Linked DNA regions of Mus musculus: all the other regions are linked to region 1. Evidence: chromatin contacts called from public HiChIP or PLAC-seq and promoter capture Hi-C data. All regions are on one chromosome and are shown on one strand. The core of a region is the stretch at or near the end of the contact, and the rest is flanking DNA. Distances in the headings are between cores, read along the strand shown. Region 1 holds the start of Rab9 (RAB9, member RAS oncogene family). Region 2 has its middle 6.3 kb from the start of Gm15232. Region 3 has its middle 20 kb from the start of Tmsb4x. Region 4 has its middle 12 kb from the start of Gm39549.

Region 1 (2,700 bases), core at 159-2,658:
CAGTCCTGGCTGTCCTGAAACTCACTTTGTAGATCAGGCTGACCTTGAACTCACAGATATCTGCCTGCCTCTGCCTTCTGAGTGCCCGGTAAAAAGACACCACCACACCTGGTTTGAGAAATCATTTTTTATATGTAACTTTTCAACATATGATTATTTAATAATATAATTACTAATAGATTACTTATAAAATATATACATTACTGAGATTTCACATTGATAATGGGTTAGAGAAAATATCAACATTTCGATGATTTAAATGTCAGTTAATGGATAAATTGTGTACTATTTCATTCTGTTTTTCCTTGTATGTGAAAAGCATAGTCATTTTTCCCTTAGAGAAGGTCTCATATAGCCTATGTACCAACTCCCTATGTGCCATGAGGATCTTGAGCTCCTGTCTCTGCTTCTAGAATGCTAGGCTTCTGTGATGTCGGGGTTGGAACCATGATTTCATGTATGGTGGACAAGCACTCGACCTTGACTTGTATCCCAGCTCACTTTTCCATATGCAACAGATTTGTATATCGATAAACCTTTACTCAGATGTCCGTGGGGGAAATATTCTGCACACATAAAAATAGATTCCTTTTTATAAGAAAAAAAATCATTGAAATTCAAACTGGAACTCAGTATTTATTATGAGCCTTATTTTCATAATTATTCTAAAATCATACTTGTGAGAAACTTTGCTAACTGTAATCTTTCTGGCGCCTGATGAAAGGTTATTACTTGAAAATGGCTCCACAAAGAGGCAGACATTATGTAAATTGTTGTGGATCACGAAAGTGAATGTCTTCTCTTAGAAACTAAACATAATCTATATGTTTATGGGGAGCTAAGAATCTTTCTTCCAGGGACTTTTATTTTTACCACCTATGTACTCAATTCCTCATATAAATCAAAGGAATACAAACACCTCTGACCCTATATTTTGCCATTATTATTATTGTTTTGTTTGTTTTTCGACACAGGGTTTCTCTGTGTAGCCCTGGCTATCCTGGAACTCACTCTGTAGACCAGACTGGCTTCAAACTCAGAAATTTGCCTGCCTCTGCCTCCCAAGTGCTGGGATTAAAGGCGTGAGCCACCACCGCCTGCTTTTTTTTTTTTAAATGGTGCAATACTGCTACGTCATAGTACTCATATGTTCTCTACTTTAAACTTTAAGAATAAATTATTATTTTGTGACCACTGTTAGAAGAAACGCAGGTGGGAAGACCAGAGCAGCAGCTAGTACAAAGAAAAACTGCGATCTTGCAAAGCAGTCTGTGGGAAGAGCAGATTCCAGACTTCCTGGCTCAGTCTTCCTTGGGCCTAATTCCTGTGATCCAGACTAGGATCTTAGCCTTAGCGGTTGGGCTCGCAGCCGCAGGCCACGCCCACAGGAAAGACCCCGACCTACAGCTCCTGGCCTGGTGCTACCGCCACAGGCCCCTCCCCGCAGCTCCTGGCCCCGCCCTAAAGACTTAGGTCCCGCCCCTGACCCGGGTCTGGTTTTACCACTCCAGACCCTGCCTCACTGCCTCAGGCCCCGCCCCGTCGCCCCACTGTCAAGGCCTCGCCCCTCCGTCTTGGCCCCGCCCCGGCCGCCCGCCATATTGGTTCTTCTGCCCCAGTCGCTCCCTCTTGGAAGCGCTCTCGACGTTCCGGAGTCTCTGGCCTTCTTCCTGCCCTGGTTGCACCCAGGCGTGTTGGCGAGCCGCCCCCAGGACGTCCAGTGTGTGTCTGCAAGGTGAGCGGGGGTCATCCTTCCATTTGAGGTCCGGCCAGAGCTGGTTAAGAGCGCGCGTAGCCTGAGCTGAGCTGCTGGAGCGGAGGGCCGCCGGGGCGGCGGGCGAGCCAAATTGGCGCGGGTCAGTAGATTGCTGGGCAACAGGGGTAGTTAGCTTGTCCCCAAGTCTCCTGAAAATTCCTACGTCAGTAGGAAGAAAGACGGGTTTTCACATTCAAGCACGGGAAGAAGATCACACACCCAACCACTCGGGACATACACGCGCGCGCGCACACACAAACACATACACGCAGACCGACCGATCGGCCTTACTAGAGAGGAAGAGATATCCCTTCCAAAAACATCATCTCAGGAAAGAGATATACCCCAAATACTTGGGAATAGGATGGTGGAACGATGCTCACGGGACCAATGACATTACCTGGGTACACACTTACACATTAGTCTTTCCCCTAACCACACGGGGACACCCACATACTCGAGACCAAACCTTGCGCCACAGTGACTGACTAATGCTGGGGAAAGCAAGCTTGTGTTATTTGAGTTTGGCGACCTCTGACATACTACCCTTTGACCCACTCAGGTGAGAGAGCTTGGAAGATAAAGCCAGGGCAAAGACCTTGTAGGCGGTTGGGAACATCGTCAGATATCAGATCTTGGCCGAGGTTTCAAAATCGCGTTCCTTTCTTCCTTCCATCTTAGTGAAAAGACCAGAGGAGACTTTTAAGTACTGACCAAATGGTTGGTGAACGTATTATGGTTCTGTTTTGTTTTGTAAATGATGACACATCCCGTGATCATACTTCTTTTGAGGAATAACTTCTGCAAGTTTCCAAATTGGCACGTGACCAGTCTTTTCACAGCGTCCTCATAAAATCAACAGACTGAATTTGGTTTTTGTTTTGTTTTGCTGGTACAAGTTTTGTCTTTTTCCTTGCTAGCACCACTGCAATGGAAAATCCCTA
Region 2 (2,700 bases), core at 5-2,504, 630 kb before region 1:
AGTAGTGTTTCCTCCTTCCTCTGTTTCACCCATAGAAACCATCAAATAAATGTAAGCATGGCCTATATAAGAACACTGGCTTTTCAATCTCCTTAAATATGTTTCACTGTAATTTCTGCTCTTCTAGAGATTCTTATGTGCCTAGTGAAATCACTGAAACTGAAGTAATAACAAAATTTGATAGTAGCATCACTTGGCTAGATGAATTGAAATTTCAAACGAGGAAAAGAGCATTAAAAGGTGGTTTCTGTTGTGTCTTTGTTGACTCATTTTAAAAAAAACTCATTTGTTTACTGTTCTACAGTGTGAGGGAAAAGAATGAAATGAATGCTAAAAGCATGCAGGACAATAAATGATATGGGAAAAATACAAGTCCAGCAAAGCCATCTATGTACTCCAGTACTCCTAAGCCGTGGCTCTTTTGATCTGCTTTCCAGAAGAGGAAATGGAGCTTATGGTCTTTTCTAGCAGGAAACTGAATATTATTAAAGCATGAAGCCCAAGATCCTTTGAGAATATAAATCCAGAAGTCCTGACCTCCGATTCTGTGGTTTTCGCAAAGAGCATCAGTGGGATAACTGGGCAGCAGTGGACTTGAGGACAACTAGTGTCAGCACTTATCTCCATAACACTGATCATCTGTTTCCTTATCTGTAAAACAAAGATGCTAGGTTATGACCTTTATGGTCGCATTGAAGGAAAGAAACAATAGCACTAAAACAATTAAGCACAAGCTGGTGTCGAGATTGTCACTAAGTCACCAAATATCTCTAGTAAATTCTACCAACTTAGAAATGAAGTGACAGCTCATGAAACTCTTAGGTTTGCCCTTTAATCTGAGAGAGGAAATAATATTTACCAGCAATCTGCTACTACAGCGGCGTTGTAGATAATGAAGACCTCCCCCCGCCCTTTGGCAGAATGAATGAAAACAGTCTGTATCAGAGAATTGATGATTCTCTCTTCTCCAAATCTACTCAAGATTCTGTGATGAAGGGACTCAGGTATTTACATTATTGAGTTTGGGTGTTGTTTGATAATGAAGACTCTGTCCTCCTGCCAGACAGAACCACTTCTATTATAGACCAGTCTAAATGTTAGTTAAGTTAAAGAAAACGCTAGATTGCGGTGGGGGGAGAAACAGGGGGCAAGCAGCAATACTGTCTATTTTTTCCTCTTCTACAGGAAGTCTCTGGCCGGAAGTCATATCACAGAGCATGCAGGTGCTTTGCAGGAAAGGACGCACCCACATTAAGCCCGGAAGGAACCCAAGGAAGCCGAGTTCTGCTTGTTTCTCTACCAATTGTATTCCACTCTCTACATTTCCAACCTAGAGCATTTGGCCATGTAGGCTATTCTTTGCAGCTGCATGCAATTAGTTGGGCTATGCTTTTGCTTTTTGCACTTTACCCAAAATTGCCTTGCCCTTTCTTCTCTTTGATGGGCTTTGATGGGCTTGAATTTCACTGGGACACAAGAGCAAACTGGCATTGAATCCCAGACCTGTTTCACTTATCCATTCATTTGTTGATGTAAAAGTTTGGAACACTAGTAGAGCAACTAGTAGAACACTTTCCTAGCATACATAGGGTCCTGGGTTTGATGCCCTAGAACTGAAAAAAACCTGCTCACACGTTGTTGTTGATTTATTTTCATTTCCATCATAGACGAAAAAGGAAAGTTAAGATGATGACTGCCATGGTATTTTTTAAGACAGGCTCTGGTGGTAGCTATAGCTTGTCAACCAAGTATTCGCTCCCTACTTAAGTTATTTCTTTGAGAAAGGGTCTCACTGTGTTGCTCTGGCTGGCTTGGAACTCACTGTGGAAACCAGTCTGGCCTCAAACTCACAGAGATCTGCCTGCCTCTGCCTCCTAAGTGCTAGGATTAAGGGTATGTGCATAAGTCATTTTTAATTGGGCAACATTACCATGTATCTCTAAGGTTATTTATTTGTTAAACTTAATACCCTTGAGAGTGAGAAATCAGAAAGTGGAAGGAGAATAAGAGAAGTCCTCTTTCGTTTAAGATCTTGTGGGCTAGGTCTGTTTCCTCTGCCTACTCTTTGTCTGAAGTTTTGAAAGATAACAAAAACCTTCAGTGGGGTAATATAAAAACCTTTACACAGGCTGCCCCTTCTCTTACACAATATGCATCGTCCTGAAGTCCTACAATGTGATTACAGTCCACATTAATGGCTCATAATGGACGTGTAGCCTGCTTGCAAAGCTCATACGAGTGCATCCTAAAATATGAGCATCATCTGTCTTGGAGGGAAATGCTTCACCCAAGACTGCTAGGATCTGAAAGCTTGGTGTGTAAGCATCTGAGCATCTTAGAAGTTAGAGCCCTCTCAAATTCTCCCTTAATGCTTGTTCAACAGTGCTAAATAACATTGATTGGGACTGAGAGCAGATAAATAACAGAAGACAGCTAAAAGGGCTTCATTTCCCAAAAGAGATTGCTCTCAGCTATGAGAGTGTAAAATGTCCTTCCCTTCCCTAAGTGAGCCATGAGGATGCCTGCTCAAGGGAAAATGGCTCCACCTGAGAGATTCTTTAAGAGCAATTGAGAAAAGGCTCTACACCGGGCTTTTCCTCAGCTGGACCCAGCTTGCCATCCTCTGGGTGGTACCTTTGGATGTTACATGTAAAGGGACTATGAACAAGAAAACAGATGACTTTTGTTTATATGCTAAGG
Region 3 (2,700 bases), core at 144-2,643, 750 kb before region 1:
TAAATGCTAAACATACAGGCATACAGCACTGTGCCCAGTGAGGGTTGTATACTTTCATTCTCTTGAACACATTTTGGGTAAATTCTCAATACACACTTATATTCTTTACTCCATATCTTTACATTTTCTTACCATTTTTTTTTTTTTCGGAGCAGAAGCAATTGGTTTCAAAATTGAACTTGTCAATGCTTTCTTTTATGGGGTATGACTTCAGTGGCACATTTAAGAAATACTCGCTAGCAAGATGGCGTGTTATATGCCTGTAATCCCAGTATTTGGGGGGGGGGCTGTCAGGGAGATCAGCAGTTCCAGGCTAATCTTGACTAAATAGAGCAACCCTGTGTCAAAAACAAGAACATTATTCTAATTCTTCCCACGAAAAACAGAATCATTTTCTCTTCTGTTCATTTCTACAACTTTTGTGATTTTATGTTTATGTCTGCAATGAATTTCTACATTTCCTTTATTCTTAAAAATGCTATATATGTGTATAGTGAAATATCACATTTAGGCCCATTTCCCCCTCCAAATTCCCCCTTATTCTCCTCAATTGATCTTCCTACTTCCATAATTTTTAAAATAACTTTCCAAGATCAGTTAGTGATGCCCACATGTATGGGTCTGGGTCATCCACTACAGTATGGGAAAGCTTCATGTGGCCACATCCTTAAAATGAATGAATCTCCCTCCTCCAGCAGCTATCCACTGCCACTAAGAAGTAGGGCCTAGAGCTCATGGACCCTATCTACAGTAGAATGTTGTCTGGCCTGCTCTTGTGCAGGCCCCATGCAGGTAAGCACAGCTGCTGTGAGCTCATGAATGACTCACCCTGTCACTCCCGGAGGGAAGTGTTTTGAGGCACTCCTCCCTGCCCTCTGGCTCTTACATTCTTTCTGCCTCCTCTTCCTTGTTGTTCTATGCTGGAGTTTATTCCTTATATGGTATGAGCTGTGAATTTAACATGAATTTTACATATATTGAATTTCCTGAAAAATATTAAGCTAATACATAGTATCAGTTTTTTTTTAAAGAATATCAACATAGTGTCAGCTCAATGTTATACCAAACCTAGAGCCTAAGCTTGAGCTCTAAGCCACTGTGTGGCGGCACACTTAGGAAACCATTCCTGGGCAGAATGAGCACATCTACCCAGACGTCTGGCTCCAGATTTCTACTCATGACATTAATACTCATGACATATGGCTGCTTGGGAAACATTTGGGAAGTTGAAAGTAGGGTTATGCACCCCTGGACTAAAGAACAATGCGGAAATGGAACTATGTGGAGGAATTAGGAGGAAGGAACTCTAAACCCGCCTGGCTGAAGTGTTGCTTACTTGGAGGAAGTAGAAATGCTGGCAGATAGGACTGGGTGCAACCAGTAGCACCAGAAGTTCTTCTTTGTCATGCTTCTGGGGGCAAGAAGGGCTGGCAAGTTCAGAAGCAGGGAGTGGCCTAGGCACAGGTCATGGATGTAGCGCTAGGGGGCAGTGTAGAGCAGAACTAGTTAGAGCAAAGGCTCTTTGGAGTCAGTTATTAAAAAGCCTTTCAGGAGTCGAGGTTGGCAGGAAAATGACATGAAAATGACCTTGGCCACTCTCCGAATTATAGCGGGTCAGGGAGGAAAGAACATTTATCATGGATACTGCTGGCTTGCATTTGTGTTTGGGAGGACATTAAGCCTGTCTCTGGTATCACAGATGATGTACAGGCTATGTCTTTTACACAGCAATGGCAGTTCCAATCTCCAGGAAGTAAAAAGTCTTTGGGAAGAAAACAAACAAAAGAAAAACATACAAACAAACCAACAAAACAAAATAAAACAAAACCCACAAAAAAACAGAACAAAACAAAACAATACATGCATACAAACACATCATACACAACACCAATTAAAGTTCCTTAGAAGAACAGATGTTAGTGGCCATAAACTCAGCCATTTCTCAATTTGGTTTTCCCCCCAAATATCCCCTTTTGATTTTCAGAGAAATAGTCAGCTCTCTGCCTCTGTTCCTTACATATAATTATGTCACATAATAACAATAACAATGGAAAATGCTGGTGCAAACACACAGTGAAATTAAGAGAAACAAAATCAGAGAGAAAATAAACTTTGCAAACAGCTCCAAGATATGTCTCTCAAACCAGATAGGAGACAGGGGTGAAGAACATCACAAACACAGCTGCCAGGTTCAAATCCCAGCTCCTATTTGCCAGTATGTCCATGATTTGGGGCATGTAGGTAGCAAAGCTTCCTACATTAAGCATGCATAATCTCAATCATCATGCCATCTGCTTCTGAGGGGAAGACGAGATATTTTGATTAGCCTCTAGCAGACAGTGAGCAGAGTAGAAATATAGTCATTATCCTATCCTCCAGGTTTACTACATTGACCTTGAACAATGGTTACATTCAGCAGTATCTCTATATCAAACTATCACATTACTATCGTGTGTGTGTGTGTGTGTGTGTGTGTGTGTGTGTGTACATATATATACATATATATATATTTTCCCCAAGATGGATGGAATATACCATGAATGCCAGGTTGGGTCCAAACCTTATGACTGCCCTAAAAGCCTAGAAAGTAGAGCTCAATCAAAGTCTTTCCACGCTGCCGCAAAGACTCTGGCCAAATATGAGAAACCTGAGGCCACCCAAAGGGAGCAGCAGCCCCATGCCTGCACCTGTGTTTAAAAG
Region 4 (2,700 bases), core at 15-2,514, 680 kb before region 1:
TTTCGAGACAGGGTTTCTCTGTGTAGCCCTGGACGTCCTGGAACTCAGTCTGTAGACCAGGCTGGCCTTGAACTCAGAAATCTGACTGTCTCTGCCTCCCAAGTTCTGGGATTAAAGGCGTGTGCCACCACTGCCTGGCTTTACATTCTAAACTTTTGTCCTTATATCCAAAGACAAATGTAGTCATCACTTCTCACCAAGGAAACTTCTGTTTGCAACAGATGGTGACCACTATAGAAAACCATTACCAATAAAAAATGCAGTGTTGTAGAGCTCAGCTCCAGCTGATACATCTCTAACACACCTAAGTCTAAAGCTCATTTAGAACATTTCAAAAGTGGAGTTGGAAAGAATAAGGTGCATACACTAAGAGAGTTTGCTATGAGACTGTGTCTCTTGTAAGTACTATCAGAAGCTACAACCATAAAATCTTACCAGCATGACTGCTGAAACATGAGCTGAGCAAGGACAACAACAACAGACACGCCAAAGTGGATAGGAGAAAGCCTCTGAGGTCTCAGTCCTGCACAAAGAACTACAGGCAGCTAAGGAATTCTAACAGCACAAATAGTCTTCCCCTAGAGACGAGCATACCAGCCTGCTACCTAATACCAAATGATAAGCCTTGAGAAACTGCACACAAATATCATTGGACAGATTGACTGGAGAATGCATGAGTGTGAAAGAGAGAAAGGAGAGGATTTGGGGGGAGGAGAGGGAAAGGATAAATTATGTGACTATATTATAATCTCAAAAAATCTGTGCTATAGATCTTGAATGTTATCTGGTGTCATCCTCAATCATTGAATTGGTAGAAGTTAGTAATCTATTAATATAGTCCTTGATTTTCCTAATAGTCACAAGAATGGATATTAGGCTAAACACAGAGGTTAGAAATGATTGCTTATTAGGGAAGCTAAAGTCAAGTCGAAGCAATTTGCTTCTGGATGTGCAACATTCCAATTCTCCCCAATCAAAGTTCTGATCAGTTCCTTGACCTTGCACATTCTTTAGCCAAGTAGGTGTGGCTTTTTTTCTGGGAATTGCAGTTTATACTCAGACCCTTAGCATTGTGAGACTCCTCCGCCTTCTTCCTGGTTGCTCAGAGGGCTCCTCTGTGCTGACCTTCCCGCTGGGAGCACCTATGCAGCCAGTCTGAAAGCTCAGAATTCCAAAATAAGACAGGAAAGAAGAGTCTGGAGTGCTTCATGTCAAGCCATTTCCTCTCCCATCACCAGTGAAGAATGGCCCAGCGGTTCTCTTACAAAAGAAAGTGTGAACACCCTCCATGATAGGAAGTGGTTTACAATGCCCTATGGGTCTCTATGAGTCACCGAGTAAAAGATAATTTAAAATCCACCCAGTTTGGGAGTCTTAGTTTTTATAAAGCCAGCACTTTCCCTATTTCCCATTGGACATCTTTAGAGGTTGATAGTTCAATTCAGTATAAAGTGCTTGCCTAGCAAACACAAGACACTGATTTAATTCTCAGTACTGAGAAAACATCAACAGCATTGAAAAAAACACTACAAAAACAAGGGAATGAAAAGATTAAACATTTCAGTGAAGGATACTCTCTTAAGACACCTATGCTGCCTTTTCTTGTATTTTTAGGGAAAGGATTCTCTCTTTCTCCTCCCTCCCTCCTTCCTTCCCTCCCTCCCTCCCTCCCTCCCTCCCTCCCTCCCTCCCTCCTCCTCCTCCTCCTTCTTGTTCTTCTCTCTCTCTCTCTCTCTCTCTCTCTCTCTCTCTCTCTCTCCAGTTGTTCCGTCTACATTTCATCCAATTCATTCTCATTTTCTCCCTTGCAAGGGAGAATTAAAGGCTATCCCATGTCTGGGTTAGTCCCACAATATACATGAGCAGTTAGTTATGAACATGAAAGAGAATTCCTTCTGCTAGCCAGCAACCAGGAAGAAGATGGTTCCCTCTGTCTTGACTACATTTAAGGGAGAGCCTGGGTCAGCAGAAAACAGTTGCCTCTACCATTTCATTTTAGCTTCTTTCAGAATCTTCTTTTTCACAATGAAGAGAGGGCTAGGGATGCAGCCCAGATGATACAGTGCTTGCTTAGCATGGTTATAAGCTTGAGATTCCATCTTATGGTCCAAATAACTTGAGAATGCCTAGTGAGTCTGAGGCCAGCCTGGGATACAGGAGACCCTGTTTCAAAAACAAATAAAAAATATTGAAAAGATGCACAAAAAGTGGTACATCAGTGGTAAGACTTGATCTTCCAATCTTCTACAGATCATTGATTGTAGAGAATTCTGTGAAAAGGAGGGGCCGAGGAGGAAGTACTCTGATACAGAAATAATTTAGAAAGCTGTATTTTCTACAACATCAATTCATTGAGGGTTGTTGTTTTCCCATCTGGGAAGTACTGTTTAGATGATTAGTAAATAACTACAGAGATAGAATAATCTGACTTAAATACAACTCTTTCCATCATTTGGAAACAGGTTTACTTCTCTGTAAAAAAGCTGTAAAAATCCATGACCTAACCATGGAAACTTGGGTAATTCCATGTAAACTACCAGACTTCCACATTGCTTAGATTAAACACAATTAATGCACTGTTTAACATGACACAGTGATATTTTGGGGCAATTAGATAGACAGCAGTTTAGAATATTATCTGCAGGATAGTATCACGAATATCTATTTGTCTCCAACCAATCCCCATAGACTTAGTAACAT

Evidence for each region. Promoter capture Hi-C pulls out the DNA fragments that hold promoters and counts their contacts. HiChIP or PLAC-seq counts read pairs in DNA pulled down with a chosen protein or histone mark.
Region 2: a contact with region 1 is called in a promoter capture Hi-C map of pre-B cells, with 4 times the contacts expected there. The contact joins the enhancer-like site here to the promoter of Rab9 in region 1. A contact is called at or near these places in 4 of 39 promoter capture datasets (the C10 cell line, the HPC-7 cell line and pre-B cells), 2 of 115 datasets of contacts at active chromatin or transcription factors (large pre-B cells and pro-B cells) and 2 of 9 other capture datasets (adipose tissue and liver).
Region 3: an H3K4me3 HiChIP or PLAC-seq map of embryonic stem cells shows a contact between it and region 1, with 6 times the contacts expected there. The contact joins the enhancer-like site here to the promoter of Rab9 in region 1. A contact is called at or near these places in 22 of 39 promoter capture datasets (the 3T3-L1 cell line, 3T3-L1-derived adipocytes, the C10 cell line and 13 more), 1 of 15 datasets of contacts at CTCF or cohesin (pro-B cells), 2 of 484 Hi-C or Micro-C datasets (cortical neurons and regulatory T cells), 15 of 115 datasets of contacts at active chromatin or transcription factors (the 230-238 cell line, acute myeloid leukemia, effector CD8 T cells and 10 more) and 3 of 9 other capture datasets (adipose tissue, liver and pancreatic islet).
Region 4: a promoter capture Hi-C map of trophoblast stem cells shows a contact between it and region 1, with 3 times the contacts expected there. The contact joins the enhancer-like site here to the promoter of Rab9 in region 1. A contact is called at or near these places in 3 of 39 promoter capture datasets (the 3T3-L1 cell line, the C10 cell line and trophoblast stem cells), 2 of 115 datasets of contacts at active chromatin or transcription factors (microglia and pro-B cells) and 1 of 9 other capture datasets (liver).

The regions. Positions count from the first base shown.
Region 1 is chrX:166,478,575-166,481,274 of GRCm38.p6, reverse strand. Rab9 (RAB9, member RAS oncogene family) reads left to right here and starts at 1,408. Exons shown (of 3, transcript NM_019773.2): 1 at 1,408-1,735.
Region 2 is chrX:167,107,060-167,109,759 of GRCm38.p6, reverse strand. No RefSeq gene overlaps it. Among named protein-coding and RNA genes, the nearest start is that of Gm15232, 6.3 kb to the right of the region's middle. Within about 2 kb of position 1,254, at least 35 of the 459 cell types and tissues checked have an H3K27ac peak or open chromatin away from gene starts, as enhancers often do. A contact at or near this core is called in pre-B cells and pro-B cells, where this site is marked.
Region 3 is chrX:167,228,139-167,230,838 of GRCm38.p6, reverse strand. No RefSeq gene overlaps it. Among named protein-coding and RNA genes, the nearest start is that of Tmsb4x, 20 kb to the right of the region's middle. Within about 2 kb of position 1,393, at least 76 of the 459 cell types and tissues checked have an H3K27ac peak or open chromatin away from gene starts, as enhancers often do. A contact at or near this core is called in acute myeloid leukemia, adipose tissue, embryonic stem cells and 5 more, where this site is marked.
Region 4 is chrX:167,156,380-167,159,079 of GRCm38.p6, reverse strand. No RefSeq gene overlaps it. Among named protein-coding and RNA genes, the nearest start is that of Gm39549, 12 kb to the left of the region's middle. Within about 2 kb of position 1,264, at least 17 of the 459 cell types and tissues checked have an H3K27ac peak or open chromatin away from gene starts, as enhancers often do. A contact at or near this core is called in trophoblast stem cells, where this site is marked.